3 separate regions of the Mus musculus genome follow, and all the other regions are linked to region 1. A link is a contact called in public HiChIP or PLAC-seq and promoter capture Hi-C data. All regions are on one chromosome and are shown on one strand. Each heading gives the region's core, a stretch centred on a gene start, on an enhancer-like site or on the middle of the called end of the contact. The rest is flanking DNA. Distances are from core to core; before and after follow the strand shown.

The links. HiChIP or PLAC-seq counts read pairs in DNA pulled down with a chosen protein or histone mark. Capture Hi-C pulls out chosen DNA fragments and counts their contacts.
Region 2: a FOXA1 HiChIP or PLAC-seq map of pancreatic cancer cells shows a contact between it and region 1. The contact joins the enhancer-like site here to the promoter of Rab43 in region 1. A contact is called at or near these places in 3 of 39 promoter capture datasets (the 3T3-L1 cell line and hippocampal neurons) and 2 of 115 datasets of contacts at active chromatin or transcription factors (large pre-B cells and pancreatic cancer cells).
Region 3: a promoter capture Hi-C map of pancreatic islet shows a contact between it and region 1. The contact joins the promoter of Kbtbd12 here to the promoter of Rab43 in region 1. A contact is called at or near these places in 2 of 39 promoter capture datasets (both in liver) and 1 of 9 other capture datasets (pancreatic islet).

What each region holds. Positions count from the first base shown.
Region 1 is chr6:87,810,367-87,813,581 of GRCm38.p6, forward strand. It overlaps Rab43 (RAB43, member RAS oncogene family), which reads right to left and starts at 1,413. Exons shown (of 3, transcript NM_001039394.1): 1 at 981-1,413. The coding sequence starts at 1,178.
Region 2 is chr6:87,067,663-87,070,920 of GRCm38.p6, forward strand. It overlaps Gfpt1 (glutamine fructose-6-phosphate transaminase 1), which reads left to right. Exons shown (of 19, transcript NM_013528.3): 11 at 22-117. Among named protein-coding and RNA genes, the nearest start is that of Gfpt1, 26 kb to the left of the region's middle. Within about 2 kb of position 1,674, at least 93 of the 459 cell types and tissues checked have an H3K27ac peak or open chromatin away from gene starts, as enhancers often do. A contact at or near this core is called in pancreatic cancer cells, where this site is marked.
Region 3 is chr6:88,626,110-88,629,046 of GRCm38.p6, forward strand. It overlaps Kbtbd12 (kelch repeat and BTB (POZ) domain containing 12), which reads right to left and starts at 1,320. Exons shown (of 6, transcript NM_001278671.2): 1 at 1,288-1,320.

The DNA of each region.
Region 1 (3,215 bases), core at 163-2,662:
AAGGGCAACAGAGAACAGGCCTACAGCCACCCAAATGAGCAGCGAGCCACACCAGCAACAGGGTCAAAAGACTCCCATCCTCGGGCTTCACGTCTGAAAACACAAGACTGCCCCCACCCAGTTCTCTTTAAAGCTGTCTTGAAGATCCTTGTGAACCAGAAACCGTGAAAAACGGCAAAGGATTTCTGCAGGGTGGAAATCAGGAAAGTTACTAAGAGCCTCTGTGCACAAGAACAGCGCTGTGTCCTGTCCAGGATGCTACCTTTTTTTTTTTTTTAGGGAGGACAGACACCTAGGTTAAGAAACTTGATTTCATTCATCACAAATATTATTTATCAAATCATTGCCAGGACATTGTGACAACCACATCCTGCTGTTTCTGCTGGGGTCATTGCCAAAGTTTGCTTCTCTCCCCCACCTTCCGGTATCTGTGATGAAGTTTTCGGTTTCTATCAACCCTTAGTCGGGGAGGCCCCCCACCCCCACCCCAACTCCGCGCTGGCCCTGGTGGAGTGGAGTTCCACCACCGGGTCCATAAAAGAGACCGCGGGGAGGCGTGGCCAGGGAGGAAATTCTGACAAAAACTTTTGGACCTCCGGTCCTAGCAGCCACTACTTCCTGGTCCCTCCCGGTCACGGGGATGTCGTTATTTGGCTGAGTGCTCCCCAGAGGGCCGCGCAGGGAAGGGTCTGTCCCGGCATGCGTGGCGCTCACGGAACGGCCCGCAGGTTGCCTTCCACCGCAAGTTGTTTCGAAGGAGTCCCCAGGCTGAGAGACGGGGGGGCGGGAGTGGGGTGCAGGCTTCCTCCTCCACGCTCTGGCCGCCCACTGTCACCACTCCCAGAGCCCAAGGTGGTGCTTTCGGACCTGAACCCAGCACGGACATCAAGGCCCAAGCCCGTTCTGAAAGAAGGGGAAGCCGAAGGACTGGCCGCGAACCGCCCGCCGGGAGCAAAGCAGCGGGCCGCGCCGCCTCCCACCTTGACCCGCTTGCCCTGGATCTCCAGCGTCTTCATGGTGAAGTCGACACCGATGGTGCTGCCCTGACGCGCCGAGAAGGCGCCGGTCTTGAAGCGCTGCACCACGCACGTCTTGCCCACGCTCGCGTCGCCCACTAACACCAGCTTGAACAGGAAATCGTAGTGTTCGTCCTGATCTCCCGGGCCAGGGCCCGCCATGGCTCCGCGGGAGTCCTGGGACGCAAGGGCCCGGCTTGGGCTAAGGACAGCCGCGGGCCGAGGTCCGTGTGCCCTAGCCGGCCCGCCGCCGGGCTACGTGGAGCGGCGGCGGCACCTGAACGAGCTGCACGGCGGACCGATCGACCGTCCCGCTCCGCCCCGCCCCGCTCCGCTCCGGAGCCCCGAGGACTCGGCTCCGCCCGGGAGCGCACCGCCCGGCCCTCCGCAGCTCTCTGCCAGCCGTCGGTGCCGTGCCGGCCCACGGCTACCTCAGGCCCGCTCGTGCGCCGCCTTCAGGGCGGGGCGAGCCTCCCTGATCCCCAGCACCGCCCATCTCCCGCCACTCCGCCTCTGGGTCCCGCCCCCAGGACCGCCCAGTCTCCCCCTCCCATAACCAACACCTCCTAGCCTGTCAGTACAGTCCCGACCCCCCAGCACTCCCTCTAAGCTTCTCACCTCCCCGATCCTTCTCCGAGCACCGCCCGCACCCCACCACGGCCAAAGCCTCCGACCCTTCTCTCAACACCACCCCAATCCCGCCCTCAGCACCGTTCTTTCTCACTTCTCAGCACTTCACTAACCCGGACTTAAGCCCGGTGCGGATTCGCTGTCAACAACGCCTTGATCCTCTATTTGGTCCTGACCCCGCCCTTAACATCTCTTACCCCGCCCTAATCCTCCGGAGCCTCTTGGCTTGGACCTCGCCTTAGGCACTGCATCCAAGACGGAAATCCACCCGCACCTTTTCGTAGCCCTGGAGCTAACTCCTCCCTAACGCCTCTCAACTCAGCTCTCCGCGCCTCTTCAACTCCGCTTCGGTCCGCTGCGCCCCCATAGCAGGCTTTGGCCCCTATTAGGTCAACAACTCGTTATAATCGCCAGTTCATCATTCCCTAACCTCATGCCCTTCTCAGCCGGGCCCCACGTCCACCCCTCACTGACATGCCTCCGTCCCTCGCCTGGCCTGCACCCAGTGGGGAACAGGCAAGAGTCGTTTCGGGGCAGGGGACAGCTATGGCTGACAATGAAGGGCTGATGAGGCAGAACACAACTCAATGTTCCCTCTTCGGAGAATGGAAAGTTCTGGTGACACACAGTAAAGGCAGCTTCCCTTAGGTGAAAAAGGAAGACAGAGGAAATGAAAATCCTTGAGGGCAGAATGGCCTAGAGTTCCATTTGGAAGAATTGATAGAGCAGACAGGAGTCCAGTCAAACCTGGGGTGGCTGGGAACAGGAGTCCTGGTCCCAGCCAAACACCTCCTGCACAAGGGAAACCTGTGAGTCAGCCAGCTCAGAAGTTTGGCCTGAGAAACCTGAAGTCACAGAAATGGGACCCAGATGTCTGTAAACAGTTTGAACTAGATCAAATAGGCCCCATCCCTAAAAATGAGAGAAAGCTGAGAATACTCTAGCTTCTTTGGACAGCCCCCTTAGGCCCTGCATGGCTATTTGATTCGATAGTTTTTTAATAATGGCTGTTGCAAGCCAAACATTGTTCTAGGGCCTTGAGATCCATCCATGAACGAAAGGCAAAATCCAAGACAAAATCCAAAACTTCCCCAGTAAGGAAGGGAAGAGGAAACTTAAGGAAAGCAGAGAAAGCAAGCCCCCAGGCACCATCTCCACAGGCCCTGTGAGCAGCCTCACTGGCCAAGTAGATGAAAGGCAAAGGCTGAACCTTGGAGAAAACAGAAGAGTTTGTTCTGAAACAGTTGGAACTCCATGGCTGTGAGAAATGCCCAGCAGTTGCAGCCAGGACCCCCTAAAGTGCTGTGCAAAGGAATTCCAAGAGCCATGCTTTGCACACTCATGGTAGTGGAGAACTGCAGCCTCAAGAAACTGCCTCCATCCCAAGACGTGCACTGAACCATAGTGGTTTCCTTCCTGAAGTTGGCTGTGGGGTGGGAAATACCCCTCAGACAGGCCTAGCTCACACCAAGGGAAAGGGGAGTGCAAAGGCTGAGAGACTCGGGAAAGCAGAAGGGTAGTTAGTCATGGCTCGCTGGCCTCTGCTCTGCCCTGGGCTGGAATTGGTGC
Region 2 (3,258 bases), core at 424-2,923, 740 kb before region 1:
ATATAATTTTTATTTTTGTAGGCAACTTTAGTTCATTTATGCAGAAGGAAATTTTTGAGCAGCCAGAATCTGTTGTGAACACAATGAGAGGAAGAGTCAATTTTGATGACTACACTGGTAATGACATTTTATATTTTGTCATTTAAGTCTCCTGGGGGAGTGCCATTAGCAACCTGACAAATTATTGTCCTTCTTATAGATTTGTGGAACAGCTAAGATTGCCAGGTATCAAAGTGCGATTGCACTGTGTATTGGTTGAGTCAGCTCAGATTTGGGGACAGAAAGTGGGCTGGTGGGGACAGGTGCTGGGGAATGGTGGAGAGTCATGGTCTCCTAGGTAGTTTTCACTGGGTATGTGGGAGAGTTCTAGAGTTGGATAGCAGGGCTGGGGCTCACAGTGTGAATGTGCATAATCCCACTACGAGGTGACAGTCACACACTAGGTTCTTGCTGTGGTTATCAGACCTTGGGCACTTTGCCTGCCTGTCTGTATAATATGTGTACCACATTTGTGCTTGATTCTCTTGGAGATTAGAAGAGGAACTGGAACAGGAGTTTGATATAGTTGGGAGCCATCATGTGTGCTCTGGAAACAGAACCCAAATTCTCTGCAAGAACAGCAAGTGCTCTTAACCATTGAGCCATCTTTCCAGCCCCTAGGTTTCTGTCATAAGTAGCAAAACACGAACTTCTGCAGAGGTCTTTCATGTTTGCACTTTGCTCCATGTTGAAAGCAGAAGTCAGAGAGCAGCTCTGGTCTCTAGAGCACACACCACAGCAGCTTACAGATACCGCATGACTAGACTCTAGTCTCCAACTCATGTCACAGGAGTAGACCATAGCAGAGTTTCTGATGTAGTCTTGCCCTTAATAATTTAATCATATGAATATATAATTAACAATTTAAATAAATGTAAAATATGATCCAAGCACTAGAAAGTGTTTAAAGTTTAGTATTGAATTTAGGAAAGGGATGTTGGGATGAGGGGAAGCCTCGCGATGTAAGAAGGTGTAGGCTTGGAAGATGTAAGTAAGTGGAGGTCAGATGGGAACACTGGGCTGCCTGGAAGAGCATTAGCTGAGGGCATTGGTGTGAAAGCCATGAGGAGGCTTATGCTCTGTTATGCTTATGCTCAGTAGTTTAGGGTATGTCTCAGGTCTAGGATTTGAAGAATTATAAAAGTCAGTTTAGGAAAGTTGGGGAGAGGAACTGTCCTGAGGAGGTGGATGGTGGGCTCAGGGGGCACCTCTGTTATGGAAGCTGATTAGCTTTTAAAGTCTGGGTGCTATCTGGTCTGTAGGTGCCAGGGAAGGGAAAGCCTGGGTTATATATAGCAGTACGATGTCGATCTGTCTGAGCACAGTGAAAAGAGGAAGAATGGGGAGACAGGAGCAATAGGAGTGGGACCGTGAGGACCACATAGATCTGTGAGGGAGGAGACCCAGGGCCAGAGCACAGTGCTCAAAGGATTCGTGGAACTTAAGTCAGGAAAAAGACCTGTTTGCTAAGCGAAGAGAATGAGGCCGACTTTGAGAACTTCATGGTATGCCTTTATTCCTGTGGTTACTGTGTTGTCTTAATCCCTCTGTGCCACATCCTGGGGAACAAAACTAGGACCCTGCATGTGCTATGTGTGTCGTCTCCTTCTGAGTCATACACCAGCGCTGAGACAGCTACTGTGTTTAAAACTCTTACGTGTATTACGTGCATATGAGTTGTCTAATGTAAACAGGATAGGAGTTCTCGGGGACGTCAGAACTGTCAGCTGAATGTTTGCCAAAGGTCACATTGCCAGTCACTCATGGGTGTGTTCCTTCAGTGACGCTCCTGAGGAACCCCACCTCCTAAGCAGTCTTTCTATTTATTTCTTAGTTATGGCTGTGTTGTCAGAGTTAGACTAAAGCATTATCCAGATTATGACATGCTTGGCAGGCTGAGGCAGGAGCAGCAAGAGGCCTGCCTGGGTCTCACACATTGTACATAAGTCATTTCAGACCTTGGGGGACTCCTAGAATTAGCCTAAAAGCCATCAGGGAATTTGCTTGACTAAGTTTAGGAAACATGTCTTAACATGCCTGTTCTTGATCTCCATCTGCAATACTACCTTCTCTGGTAGACTGTCTGCTCTTTTGGGAGGAGGGGTAGGGTGTTATATAGTCCCAAATGGCCTGGAACTCACTTTTGAAGACCAGGCCAGCCTTAGACTCACATATCTCCAGCTGCCTCTTGATTTAAAGGTGCGCCCTCCTCATGTAATTTGTCTGTTTTATATGGAGTATGACTCACCCCAGCCTCCAGGCGTTGTTTTTTTGTTTTTTGTTTTTTTTTCTGTCTTATAGCCATCCATTTGGTTTTGTATGGCTGAGTTTCTGAAGTATATGGCAAGCCAAAGGAAAAGAATCAGTAGAAAATGATGGATAGACAGACAGAACAAAATATCAAAATGTCTAGCAGAAATTGACTGGGAAGGCTTCTGTAACCCAGTCAGTTGGAGTTTAGTCAGGGTAAAATGGTCCCTCAAGTAAGGGGAGGCTTCGGAGTATCAAGAGTGGGCATTGTCAAATTGGGTAGAGCAGAAACAGACCTGGGATGGTGAGGTGGTTCTAACTTTTCAGCTTTTCCTTCCCTCTGCACACACTTGTTTGTTATGGGGAAACAGTAGTAACATCTGTTAGAAATAGTTTTTCCTTGGAGCTGTTCCCATGGCTTTCCTTAGGCTGTTTTTTTCTCGTGCCTATCACAGTGTTTAGAAGGCTATTCTGTCTTCAGATTGGAGAGAACAAACATTCTTGGGCCTGAAATGGTGGGGGGTGGGGGGGTGGGAAAAACCCCATTTCCAGAGGCAGTTTCTCAGTGGATTCAAACAGCACACAGTATTTTACCAATAGAACACACATCATACTTCCTAAAGTGTAGCGCACACCAAGACCTGTGCAAACACTGTACTCTTACACTGTGTTTTGATTAAGAGCAGGCACAGAAGTTAACCTGGAAATGCTCACAGGGGACCTGGAAAACATGAATAGTGTGGTTTATAGTCCAAGTCATTTGGGAAACCAGCAGCAAGTTTTGTTGTTGCTTTGTTTGGTTTCTACTTTGGTGGTGTCTGGGGACTGGGAGGCTAATACATGTGAGCAAGTGTGTCTGTGTGAATGTGGAGGTCAGAGGTCACTGTCGCATGCCTTTCTCAGTACCTTTCACCTTATCTCCTGAACCTGGGGCTTACTGACTGGCTGCACTGGCTGGTCATTGGGCTC
Region 3 (2,937 bases), core at 70-2,569, 820 kb after region 1:
ATGGTTGTTTGATCAAACTAATGCTTTGTTTAGTTCTACATCATTCCTAATAACCTTACCCTCCTATATCTGAATAAATATTTCTGAGGCAGGGTCTTTCTAGGTAGCCTTAGCTGGCCTCTGATTCACAGCAATCTTGCCTGCCTCTGTCTCCTGTGTGCTAGGATTAAAGGCATGTGTCACTATATCTGCCCTTCTCTCTTTGTGTTTTTACATGTATATGTTAGCTTTGGAGATTCTGATTTTGCTTAAACCATGCTTTAAGTTATTATCCTCTTGTCCAACTATAAATCCTTCCAGGAGACTTTCTTCCCTTTATTTGTGGCATTATGACATCTACTTTTGACCTCCACCCTCAAAGTTAATTCACAGTCATTATTTGCTCTCTGAGATAGAGGCCTCATTCCTGGGGAAGGGCCAGCTGAAGCAAACTTGAAACATTCCCGCATTTATAGAAAAAAAAAATGGCAACAATGGCTTATTTCCAAGTGACCTAAAAGCCAGCTGCAGCTTCTCAGTTGGCACATCTGCCCACCCGTGCTAAGCCCTAAGTGTCAGCCATTATTTATGGTGCCTTCCCTATTTCTCTTCTTGAGGGTGATTTTACAGCCATTTAAGTTTGTGACCCCTGGTTTATAACCTAACACTCTTACTGTATGTTGTTTCTGCCATCACCAGATTTCCCCAGTCCTACTTTTGCCAGCGCGGTAGGAAATGGCTGAACATGCATACCACCCTAATTACACTCAACTTTCCCCGCTGATGTCGTTTCCCTGATTTGTTTAATACGAACAAGTCACCCTCAGATGTACATAAGGCTTGCAATAATGAGTCACAGAGATGATAAAGACAAATAAGCTTTCTCTTCTTTTTCCTTTGGTGTGCTCGCAATGTTTTGCATTCACCCAGTTCCTTATACTTTTTCCGAGTGCTTTAATATGCATTATAGCTCATTAGTTCCTCTTAAGAATCATGTGGGGAAAATGCAAGGCAATTATATTCCTGGCTTTAAAGTTAAGAGAGTCGCCCAGGGATACATTCAGCGCTGATTGAATTTAAACGAACCGAACCCTGCTTTATTATGGGCTCCGGGAAGGCAGGAGAGCCCTTACCTCGATGGCATTTATAGTCTAGCGGGGTCGCAAAATAATCAGCCGGGTCATTTAGGGAAGGGAATTATCCTGGAGGTCTAGCAAATGGATTATGCCGCAGGGAGACCGGAGCGGCCGCTGACCCCACACCGGCCGGCCGACCGAGGGGGCGTCCCCTCTCTAGGCCCCTACTTACTCGCTGCTGCTCCGCCGCCATGGCGCCGTGACTAGGCACACGCGGGGTCGGGAGGGCGCGGCGGGGCAGGCCTGACTGACTACACTACCCGAAATGGGCCTGGGCTGACAAGCACTATAAATAGACCAAGCGAGGGGGGTGCAAGGGACAGGCGGCGTCCCAGCGAGGACGAGGAGGGCGCTGGCGGCCACCCAGAGGTAACAGGTGCTCGGCCTCCGCGCGGGAAGCGGCCGGGACACGCGCTGCAGTGTGCGCCTGCGCGGGGTCTTCCCGCGCCTGTTCCACACAGACCCCAGAGGTCCCTCACCGGCAAGTGCGCCTGCGCGGGGTCTTCCCGCGCCACACCGCGCGCTAGGGACAACGGTGTTCTGTCAGTCAAGAGCCCAAAAAGACACCTTTGAAAAGAGAATTTGGAAATCGGATCTTTTAAGGGGACACGTCTTTCATTTAATCTTTAAACGTTGCAAAGCTCACCCGAGGCTTCTGTGTGATCTTATTGAGTACGGCCTATGGTAGGGTTGCTGAAGAAAACACAGGAATCCAGTTAAATATACAATTCAGACATACAAGTGGTATTTCTTTTCTTTTTTTCGTATAATATGTTTCAGAGATCGCATGGCCAGTCCACATTTAGAAGCAACTCATTGTTTTGAAACCAAAAACAGGTTTTGGTTTCAATACAGAACATAGAATTCTGTATTTTTATTTATTACAGCTGGCAACTGAATTTCAGCACTCAGCTTCTGATGTGGGAGGGGGGATTTCCTGTAAGTGGAAAGTGTCCCCGAATCCTGAGAAAAGATTAATTCTGTTCTCAGGGTGCTCTCAGTGATGGGGAGCTAGTACCCCTCAGAATGTCATAGAGCATCATCTATTTTGTGATTAAAGACTCAGTATTAAGTCAGCTAGCTTAAAACGAGCCAGAATGGCTTTAGTGTAGTAATACACATTTGTGTGAGGGTTACAAGCTCTTGGGAGGAGGGGTCAAATGACCCTTTCACAGGGGTCACCTAAGACCCTTGGAAATATCACCACAACATGAGAGTCTGTATTAAAGGGTCACAGCATTAGGAAGGGTGAGGATCTCGATAGGTTAAAGTGAAGCTGTCAGTGGATGTGTATTTCTAGGAGAGAATCTGTCACCTGGTTGTTTCAGTTTCTAGAAACCGTTCTGATTCTTTTGTGTGTGATTCCTTTCTCTTAAAGTCAAGATCAAGCTAGAAGTGGTTGGACATACTTGTAATTCCAGCACCCAAGAAGTAAAGGCAGGGGAATCAGGAATTTAAGGGGCTGTCGGCTTCACTGGGAGTTCAAGGCTAGCTTGGGGCACATGAGACACTGTACAATAATACTCCGTTACTCCCTCCCCCAAAGCTTTGGGGGTCATAGAAATAAGTCTTTCTCAGGTTGGATCATTCTGGTGCACACTCATATTTTTCCTTTTAAAAAAATCTTTGTGGTAAAATATGTTTAACATAGATTTTACCACCTAGTCATTTTAAGTGTTCAATCTAGCATCACTAAATATATTTATATATCAATATATAAACTATAACTTACTATAGTTTGGATGTTGATTTTCCCCCAGAAGTTTGCATGTTGAACCGGTGAGTTCCAGAATGATGCTATTTGGAGGTGTTTGACCCTTAG